Regions from separate parts of the Mus musculus genome. Here region 2 is linked to region 1. A link is a contact called in public HiChIP or PLAC-seq data. All regions are on one chromosome and are shown on one strand. Each heading gives the region's core, a stretch centred on a gene start, on an enhancer-like site or on the middle of the called end of the contact. The rest is flanking DNA. Distances are from core to core; before and after follow the strand shown. Region 1 holds the start of Zcchc2 (zinc finger, CCHC domain containing 2). Region 2 has its middle 18 kb from the start of Vps4b.

Region 1 (5,692 bases), core at 202-2,701:
GTTTAAGCTATACCCAAGAAGCACACGAAAGAGAAAACTACATGTCAGAATAGCTTTCACTTACTTTTATCAATATAAAATGTGCTGAGTAATTCTCCATCTCTCGGTTTTATCACGGAAGCTGATTTAGGGTTCAATTCAGTCTTATCCTAAATGATAAAGCCGCAGAGTTTGTGAGATAAAGGCGATTCTATACACTCTGTAGATGTCCCAACACTCTCAACGAGGGTTAGTGTGGCTTTTAATTTTCTCACGCTCCTACTTTGGTTATGTGGTATAAGTTCTTTATTTAAAACTGTCGGAAATTTTAAAAAGCAAACACACAAAGAAACTACTATTATGGACCCTCAAATAATAATAATAATAATAATAATAATAATAATAATAATAATCCTGTTTCCCCCGCCCCTGGGCACAAGATTTATATTTATTTACAATCATGGACTGACAAACAGCATGCCAAGAACTCTTGACCGGCAGTCAGGCTCCAGCACAAATGAGACAGGATGGTCCTGATGGCTCTGAGAGCAATCATGGCCCCTTGGGTTGGTTTGGTTTTTAAATTGATTTTTATGGTTGGGCTATACATATCACTGAAAGAGTCATAGGGAGGGCGGTGTCTACAAAACTTAAAAATGTAATATCGCTTAAAAACTTAAAACCCTGACAAGACAGTAACTTATTAAATTGTTTAAAAGAGTTACAGGAAATTCACACCAGCTCAAGAATTCCAAATGTTCACGGATAGGAACTAAAACGTAGGCAATAAGTGATTGCGCAAACCATAGATTTGGGGCAGGAGGGCGTCCTTAAACTTAACCTTGCAAGCCAGATGCAACCATTAGGCCAAGCACCCCCAGCAACAGGGTCCCCTCAGCCGGATACCCGGCCCAAAGCAGCACCTTGCAGCCAGCCTGAGCAAGGGCGCTCGCCGCCCAAAACCACTCTACATCCCGACCTAACTCCTGGATCTTCGTCCCAGCGTTCACACCAACGGTCCAGGTGAAGTTTTAGAATATGGTAATCTCCCGTGGCTGACTTTGGCGGAGTTCACGAGGCGGCAGGGGCTGGGAACCCACTTGGCGTGATCCAGGGCGGTGGCTGACGCGAAGATGGTCTGCAGCCACGGCACGGTCAGATCTCTCAAGAAAAACTAAGTCGATGTCCCTCCTCCCACGCGAACCTCGCCCACTTCTGCCGCTCCGGGCCAAGCTCACCTCGCCGTGGTCCGAAAGTCCCAAACCCACGTCCTCAGTCTGCTGGAACCCATCAAGCATTAGGACCGCGCGGGATGTGCCAGAGCCTTGCAGCATAGCAGGAGGTGGGCGTGGCTTCTCAGAGAGGGCGGCTCCCGGCGGGGAGGGGGGGGCAAACGAGAAGCTCGCGTCACGCCAGATCTAAACGTTGATTGGCTGGAGTGCGGTGCGCGGAGCCCGCCAGCGTCTCCGCCCAGCCCCGCTGCTCCTCCTCCTCCTCGCCAAGCCGCTCTGCCAGCGCCGGCTCGAGAGGGAACGGCTCAGGCCGTCACCGCCAGCCCCGTGCGGACGCGGAAAGGCGGAAGGAGGACGCGCTCGTCGACTTGCTCCTCCCGCACCGGACTCCCCAGCGGGCACAGAGCCCAGGGGAGGAGCCGTCGCGGTCACGCCCCGCCTCCCGCCGGGACGAAGCTGCCGGCCGGCCACCGCCCCCCGTCCCCGGTCGGCGAGACCCGCCCCCGGCCCGCCCCGGCGGCATGGAGGGGCAACGTTCTTGACGGCCGTGCCGCCGCCCGGGCGCTCGGCTCCTCCCGCCGCCCCCGCTCCCTCGCTCGCATGTCCGCACCGCCTTAGCTGAGGATGCTGAGGATGAAGCTGCCACCGAAGTCGACGCACCCCAGCGAGCCGCCGCCCGACGCGGAGGAGCCCGAGGCGGACGCGCGGCCGGGCGCAAAGGCTCCGCTGCGCCGCCGCCGCGACTGCCGCCCGCCGCCGCCGCCCACGGGCCTGCCGCGGGGACCCCCGCCGCCGCCGTCGCCGCCCCGGGGGCTCGAGCCGCCTGTTGCTAGCGGGCCGACGGCGGGCGCGGGCATGCCGGGCGGCGGCGGGCACGCGGCGGCGCTGCGCGAACAGGAGCGGGTGTATGAGTGGTTCGGGCTGGTGCTGGGCTCGGCGCAGCGCCTTGAGTTCATGTGCGGGCTGCTGGACCTGTGCAACCCGCTGGAGCTGCGCTTTCTCGGCTCGTGCCTGGAGGACTTGGCGCGCAAGGACTACCACTACCTGCGCGACTCGGAGGCGAAGGCCAACGGCCTCTCGGACCCAGGGTCGCTGGCCGATTTCCGAGAGCCCGCCGTGCGCTCGCGCCTCATCGTATACCTAGCGCTGCTGGGCTCGGAGAACAGAGAGGCCGCTGGCCGCCTGCACCGCCTCCTGCCCCAGGTGGACGCGGTGCTCAGAAGCCTGCGCGCGACTCGAGCCGAGGGCTCGCGGGGCAGCGTGGAGGACGAGCCGAGTGGCGATGGCGAGCAGGACGCGGAGAAGGACGGCCCCGGCCCGGAAGGCAGTGGCTGCGCCAAGCTCGGGACTGGAGGCGGGCTCGGCTTCAGGGCCCAAGAGGAACTGCTGCTGCTGTTCACCATGGCTTCGCTGCACCCGGCTTTCTCCTTCCACCAGCGGGTCACCCTGAGGGAGCACCTGGAGAGGCTCCGCAGCGCACTCCGGGTGGAGCCGGAGGACGCGGAGGTGGAGCCCAGCAACTTTGCGGGCTCCAGGGCCCAGGTAAGGTGCGAAGAAGTGCAGTCGCAGCTCCGGCCTCCGCCTCGGCGGGCCTCAGAATCCAGCTCTGACCCCAGCCTCATGCAGGTGTCTCGGAATAACCACTCCGCGGCTCTCAGCCATGGGTAGTCATCGTCATTTTCTTGGGTGGCTCATTTCCAGTCACCCACATGCACATTGAGCCACCCGCCATAACAGAATGCTCTAGAATTCTCTTCTGATGTGCACGAGTTATCACGGAAGACTGGAGCTCCCTGACCCTAGACCTCAGAATTAGGAGGCTCGTGGGACATTTTGGGCTCGAGTATTTGGGTGCTAGGTGCAAGGGGAAAAGCCAAGCGCTTGGGGCTGTCAACCACCGTCCGTTTAGCCCTGGGTGGGCTGTTTCCTAGTCTCAGCCTGTTTAAAAACCGCCTTACCCCTTGGCACTGCCAGGTTACTGTGGCATAAGGAACTTTTTATACTTAGTGTGTGCTAATTAAGGTTTTGAATAGGTCTTTTGGCTTTTAGTCGGAGAACTTTGTATTCACTGGGAGTGTGTGTGTGTGTTCCGGTGGGTATTCTGTGGAGACCTATGAATTGGCTGACCTAAGTACAAAAATCGGTCATCTAGGTAAAGACTTGGGATGGCCTGGCTAAACCTTTAACAGACTACCAAACAAGCTTTCCTAAGGGGCTTGATTTCTACTTCAGATTTGGGGTCTGGTGATCTCTTAGGTCTTTAGGCATTAACGTTGTCTGAAAGAGTTATTAAAACACATTTAGTACATAGGAATCCACTTATCGAAAACTTTAAAGAATTTTTACAGTCTTGAAAGTAATTTAATTAGGCCCAATAAACCACTTAAGAATGGCGATTTAATGGGGATATGTTTCAACTGCAGTAAAAACTGTAGATTAAGACCTTATTTTTGTGGATCAGATCTGATTTGGACGCCATGCTTTTCCACTTTAAGGGGGGGAGGTGTTCCCTCCCTCCGCGCTTGAAAGTTAACATGTATCAGCAGTCATTCAATATGGTAGAACTAAAATTGAGCATTATGTTTCACTAATGATTGTATAGACTCATTACCAAAGAACCCTGGGCATTTAGGATAGGTCTCAAAGGGCCTGCCTTAGAGATAATGTAGGCTGAGTACTTCTTTCTTTTTTTTTCCCCGTGAGGCATTTGTGAAATCACAATTTCATGTTTTATCTTATAAATCTTAACAAAATCCAGATGTAATAAGACTAATACCTTGCGTTTTCTTGATGAGTGTAAAATCATACCATCTTCTAGTGTCTCTACTACCAGCACACACGTTTGTGTAAATGATAATAAAAGCTTAATTCACCCTTCAGCCTACTCACTAAATCTACCTGAAAAGCAACACCACAGAGCTGTTAAATTTAGAGAAGAGAGCAGGTTGGGGACATGTTTTCTTATGACAATATAAGATAACCTTGAATTTGGTCTGATGAAAGTGTCCCACAACAGAACAGTTTACATCATTCCATTCATAGTATACTAACACAGGTACAGCACTAATTGCAGAGTTTTAACTGTGAGGATCTCCTTTCCCTTAATGTTGCTTTGAATGTGGTACTGTAAAGCAGACGGAGAGGGTAGATACGTGCTAATCAGAGTAATGAGATTTTTATTGTGACTGCAGTGCATGGCCTTTTCTGGCCACCAGTGAGTGCTGGGAGGAGTGGACAAAGGGGATTGGGCATCCTGCCACTAATTTCAGCACATCATCACTTCTCAGGAAGTGGGAGTAGGGAATAAATGCTACAGGGATTAACATGCTAAGACAGCGCGCTAGACACTGGGGCTATTGCTTAGCGCGTATTTCCCAGGTAGTTGTTTATCTCCCGTAGTTGTTTAGGGTTGATGAACAAACCATTTCTTTCTGATGAAACAACTTAGATCTCACCTATTGGAGGTGTGTGTGTGTGTGTGTGGGGGGGGTATTGTGGGTCCCCAAGTCCACCAGCTGACGCTGTTTTGGACTTGATGTTTGAGCGAATCTTGTTGCTCACAGGCTGTCATTCTTGAGGCTGCTGGTGCAGGTGGGCTTTTTAAAGTGCGGATTCCCGCGGTCCAGCCCAGCTGTTGCTCGGCCCTCGGTGACCTAAGCGCACAGAAGTTAGGGCGCGGGCGGGATTCTGCAGGGAGGGGGCTGGAGCGCATGCCGGCCGCTCTTGGAGGCGCGGGGTCCTCCGGAGGACGCTGGGGTCGCGCGTGGTCGCGGCCCGCAGACAGCCGCAAGTCGGGGTTGCCCCTCCTCCGCCCGGCAAGATGGCGGCCGCGCAGCCCACGTGACCAGTGCCGTTCAGCCCTGGCCCCGCCCGGGCCCCAGCCTGGCTGAAGGGCTGGTAGTGGAGGTGGAGAAGCACGTGGGCCCAAGGCTGGTGGCGACTTAGACCTGATAAAGGAGAAATTCATGGGGCTGCATTTTAACTTGCCCTGGAAGTAACTTTGGCTGCAGCTCTGCAGCTTCTCATTGCTTAGGAATCATATTTGTCTTTATTAGTGTTTATGACCAAGGGAAGCATATCCGAACTCAATTTTTTGTTAAGGTATACTGGTTCAGAATACCGTACCTAGCTTTAGAATTGTACCTAATAACTATAAAGTGGGTTTCTGGGTTTCTTTAATTTTTTTAAACTAATGACATTTATGGATAAAACTTGAATGACAGCTTTATATTCTGTGCCCTGAGGGTGAAGTTCAGCACACAATGTCTTAACCATGGACAGTGTGAGTTGGTGCTTATTAGTCCACATCAGAGAAACAGGAATAAACAAATGTGGTTTTACTCTTAGAAGTGACAGTTCATAGCTTTTAAAATGGGGTTTGGATGATTCTGTACATTATATAAAAACTTGAGTATTGGGCCTCCTTTTAGGAGACTTGACATAAATCTTACTTTCTTCCCAGCTGCAATAAACCATTATGC
Region 2 (5,029 bases), core at 2,284-4,783, 830 kb after region 1:
ACTGAGTCAGGAGCCCCTTTGGTACAGTTTTAAGTGAAGATAATGCTCTAGGTAGAGGAGATATGAAGACAGAGGAGTGATCCCTGAGGAAAAGGTCAACTTGAGTGAAACCTAGGATAACAAGTAATCATACATTCTGCTATATGACTTAACAGTTTCTGTGTATAATATGTGAAGATAGATTTTGGGGGGCTGGAAAGATGGCTGAGAAGTTGAGTACTACTCTTGGTGAAGATCTAAGTTCAGTTTCCTGCACCCACATCAGGTGGCTTCAAGCCGTCAATAATTCCAGCTCCAAGAGATCCGATGCCTTCTTCTGGCCTCACATGTCCTGCATTTACAGGCACATGCCCATGCAAATAGACATACGTGATTAAAAACAAAAATAAAATCATAGAAAACAAATAGGTTTGGACATATTTTTGATGGAAAATTCCAAACCAACAATCCTAAGATTGTTTAAAGCTGATGTTTTAGAGTACTTTAAGGAAAGGGTTTTAACTTAGTAAGGCATTTAATACTCCTGTTCCTATGATAGCTGTATTAGGTTGAAATTTATATCAAAACATATGGCATGGAATTCTATTAAATATATTTTATTTTTGTGTGTATGCATGCATACTGTGTGTGTGCATGTTGTGTGTGTGTGCATATGTATGTGTGTGTGCGCAAGTACATGCTTCTGCTCTTGTAGGAGTCAGGTTTCCACTTCCACTGTGGGTCCCAGTGGTCAATCTCAGGCAGGCACAGTGCTCACACCCATGTAACCTATGAGCAACTATTCCAGGCCAAGGAGAATACTCAGTGTGGAAAGGATTCCAAGAACACACATTGGAGGTGGTAACACAGCTACTGCTGAGCCAATGATATTTTTCAAATAGTTAGCTAACCAGTGCTGGTTGAGATGCTGATGGGTGCACTGCAGACTTTGATATCCAACAGATTCACAGGGAAATCAAACATGGACTTGTTGTTCTGAAAATCTGCATTACAGCAGAAAAGATCAAGCAGAAAGCAGCCTTTGTGTCCCCAAATGACTGAAAATACAGTGGATGCTTTAAGGGGTTAAAAACAAGTGGTGAGAAATGCCTGGACTCAGTGATTACAGAAAATGCTGGGCCTGAACTGTGTCTGCTGCAGAAACTGGATACAATGAAGGAATTTACTTGTTCATATAAAGACACTCAGTGCTACCAAGGAGAGCCTTCTTTTCCTATTATTCAAATTGCAATGACAAAATGGAAGTTCTGAAAGCCCAAATGTTTATTCATAATCTTGGCCAAAGTCCACGTTGGAGAACTAAGAGTAAGTTAAAAATTAAAAAAAAAAAAAAAAACTACCGCCAATTCAATTATTTAATTTCACTGTATTAGAGTGCAAGTTGCCAAATGATCTCATTACCAAATTATATCCTAAGGTCATCCTGGGAAAATAAGCTATCTAATGCCAAGCAAACTATCCCCAAGGGTAATTCCTGGGCAATGATATATTTGAGAGTTGCAAGGTGGCTGTGTTTTTTCATAGGAAAGAAATCACTCCTGCTCCTGGTACTCTTTGATGTTACAGCTTACCTAAGCTAGAGCAGGAAAGCATTAGCACAAAGAGTATCACAGAAGACTCATCCAGTGACCTGTAAATGACAGCAGATAGGAGTCAGAAAAGCAACATTACAATAGGTTTTATAAAGAGAAACTTAGGTCTATAAAATTACATGGGGGCCAGGGAGATGGCTTGGCCAATAATGTGCTTACTTGAATTTAGATCCCTAATGGTGACATAAAACTCTAGGTGTGGTTCTGTGTGCTGAGGATGCAGACAGGAGGGTCCCTTGAGTTTCCTGGTCAGCTACTCTTGCTGAGTTGGCAAGCTTCAGGTTCAGAGAAAGACTCTCAGAAACATGGAAAACAATAGAGAAGTCACCTGGTATTGACTTCTGGTCTCTATATCATGATCCCATGCTCCTGTTCATTCACATGTAACACACACAGACACACACACACACACAGACACACACACAGACACACACACACAGACACTCACACACACACAGAGACATACACACACAGACAGACACACACACACAGACACACACACACACACACACAGACACACATACACACACAGACACACACAGACACACAGACACACACAGACATACACAAAGACACACACACACACACACACACACACACACACACACACAGGCTTCTAGAGTTAACCACAAACTTTTTCTATATATTACTCTGACAAGGCATCCATAGTTATTAAACACACAGCCAGGCCACATTATTCACAAAGGCATAAAAGCACAGCAGTGCTCAGTTCTCATGTTTGTGGGCCTATCTTTTAAATGGTGGGGCTTTTTAGAAGCAAAAGGTTCAAGTTGCCTCTTAAAGGAGAAAGTATACTATCCCTACTAAGGGAAGAACTACCCCAGCACAAAGCAGTTTTTCTGTGCCAGGAACAAGTAAGAAACACTAGAAAATGGATATCATAAGAGCTCCCAAAATGGCAGATCTAGGTCAAGAGATATACTTTGGAGGGGCATGGAGACATTAGCTTATTCATAAGCCAGATCTCTTCAAAGACCACAGAGTGTAAAGTATCATGTAATTGATCCAAGCAGCCAACATGTCAATCAAGAGATGTATACTGGGTTGATTATTACGTGAGAGCCATGTAACCCTCCAAGCTCCTTCTAAATTTCTCAAACAAAAAAGAGGGGCATTGTACACAGATCATGTAACCCATGGGCATTATAATACAATTACATCTTAGAAATAATGGTGATGTGATTTTATATGCTATGCCTGCTCACTGTGGAGTGGAGGACATGGCTATCTCTAGGCTTAGAATTCTCAAGTTCTAGGTTTGAATCCAGACTTCAGTTAGACAGCTCAAAGCCTTTCTTAGAGCATTAGAAGGGGTCTGCTTGGAAGGACACACCACCTCGAAACTCAGCTGCAATGTGAAAACTCAGTTTTCTTTTGGCCTCAGCAAGAGCAGAATCTTCCCTCCTGTTGAGAAGGCAGCTCAGGATTTGGTTCCTCTGAGTAGCCAGCCCATCCCTGCACGAGTCACTGGACCACTGCTCACTCTTGTCACACACTATTGCACAATGCTGGCTTCTTTCAATAGGAATGGGTTACGAACTCTGAGAACAGGACTAGTGCGTGGATATGGAGGTTTTAGGGAAAGTGATAAGACAAGATTCTTAGAAAGGTTCACCCACTTGCAAGTGTCAACAGGAAATTCTAGTTCCCAAACCAGCGAGTGAACTGTGCTTGATGAGGGGTAAATCACTTAGCTAGAAGTCAGCCCCAGAAGCAAACCCCGCTGGCAAAATATGGAAGCTTTACAATTTTCAGAGAATTGTGCTGTTAACTGGGAGACCAAGAGATGGCACACACATGCGTGCTATTCTGTTTTACTAAAAGAAAGAGGAAACATCCAACAGAATCCACAGTGCGGTAAAAATGCAGAAGCCCAGAGCATTAAGACCCTGCTCTGCAGGGATCACGATGACAAAGAGGAACCTAAACTATGACAGAAGAAAGTCCTGAGCTGAAGAAGCCCCATTCAGTCAGCAGCATAGCTCTAGCTCAGAGCCTGTGGGAACTGACCTAAAGACCCGTGGGACCCATGGGTGTTACATGTCGGAAATAACTGCAAGGTCTAACTGCAATACACCACAAAGGCATCGTTCCATGTACCTGAGTAAAATAAAGCTTGTCTTAGTCAGGGTTTCTATTCCTGCACAAACATCATGACCAAGAAGCAAGTTGGGGAGGAAAGGGTTTATTCGGCTTACACTTCCATACTGCTGTTCATCACCAAGGAAGTCAGGACTGGAACTCAAGCAGGTCAGGAAGCAGGAGCTGATGCAGAGGCCATGGAGGGATGTTCATTACTGGCTTGCTTCCCCTGGCTTGCTCAGCCTGCTCTCTTATAGACCCAAGACTACCAGCCCAGAGATGGTCCCACCCACAGGGGCCTTTCCCCCTTGATCACTAATTGAGAAAATGCCTTACAGTTGTATCTCATGGAGGCATTTCCTCAACTGAAGCTCCTTTCTCTGTGATAACTCCAGATGGGTCAAGTTGACACAAAACTAGCCAGTACAAAGCTCTTCCAACAGAGGCCAGGAGTAAGTCTCCCTAAACTTTTATGCTCAACAGTCTCTATCAGAGAAGGTTCTATGCTGTGGTAGACACACTGATGTGCTGGTTCTCAGCCTGTGGGTCCCGACCCCCCAGGGGTTCTCATAGCAGGCAGCATGCATATCAGAATTTTACATGACGATCCGTAGCAGTAGGAACATTACAGTTACGAAGCACTAATGAAATGATATGATGGGTGGGGGTCCCCACAACCAGAGGGACGGTATTAAAGGGTCACAACATTAGGAAGGTTGAGAATCACTGCCCTAGGCCCATAGCTGTAAAGTTGTTTTCATTTTTCTGTTAGGAACAAAATGCTATTTCTTGCTATTAAGTGTTTCAAAGAGGTAAAAGTAATGGTGGAACGTCCCCACCCCCATTCACTGAGCATCCATTACAGCCACAAACCCAACCAACTGCCTCTCATCTTTGCAGCAACCTTATAAAGCAGGAATCACTGATCTTGTTTTAAGATAAGAGTAAATTTGAAAGCACTGAAGTGAGACTGTCCTTGGGTCTCACTTCGAAATCACCAAGACTTTCATTCCTATTCTGTTCCCCAGGAGTCAAGCATAAACGCCAAAACACATCTCCACCATGCACAATGGTCTCGAGTACCGTAATTACGTTTGGCTTTGAGGGACCGATTTAAAATACCAAGCCATTTTAGAGATAGGTAGCGTGGTAAGGAAAACATAGACACGAGAGGCTAAACAACAGCCGGGTGTGGTGGGATGGGATGCATCTGTAGTTTCAGAGGCTCTCATGAGCCCTGGGGCTCAGGGACTCAGCTCGCGGAGTGCAGGTGCAGGGCGTGTGCAGATTCTCCCTGAAGACCTTTCAAGGATGTTAGTGTTGCTTTTGTTTTG

The links. HiChIP or PLAC-seq counts read pairs in DNA pulled down with a chosen protein or histone mark.
Region 2: an H3K4me3 HiChIP or PLAC-seq map of bone marrow-derived macrophages shows a contact between it and region 1, with 3 times the contacts expected there. The contact joins the enhancer-like site here to the promoter of Zcchc2 in region 1. A contact is called at or near these places in 6 of 39 promoter capture datasets (the 3T3-L1 cell line, the C10 cell line, the HPC-7 cell line and 1 more), 5 of 115 datasets of contacts at active chromatin or transcription factors (astrocytes, bone marrow-derived macrophages, embryonic stem cells and 2 more) and 1 of 9 other capture datasets (adipose tissue).

What each region holds. Positions count from the first base shown.
Region 1 is chr1:105,988,955-105,994,646 of GRCm38.p6, forward strand. Zcchc2 (zinc finger, CCHC domain containing 2) reads left to right here and starts at 1,452. Exons shown (of 14, transcript NM_001122676.1): 1 at 1,452-2,753. The coding sequence starts at 1,836. Gm7160 (predicted gene 7160) reads right to left here and starts at 1,328. Exons shown (of 3, transcript NR_151625.1): 1 at 1,218-1,328; 2 at 65-149.
Region 2 is chr1:106,811,973-106,817,001 of GRCm38.p6, forward strand. No RefSeq gene overlaps it. Among named protein-coding and RNA genes, the nearest start is that of Vps4b, 18 kb to the left of the region's middle. Within about 2 kb of position 3,534, at least 39 of the 459 cell types and tissues checked have an H3K27ac peak or open chromatin away from gene starts, as enhancers often do. A contact at or near this core is called in the HPC-7 cell line and bone marrow-derived macrophages, where this site is marked.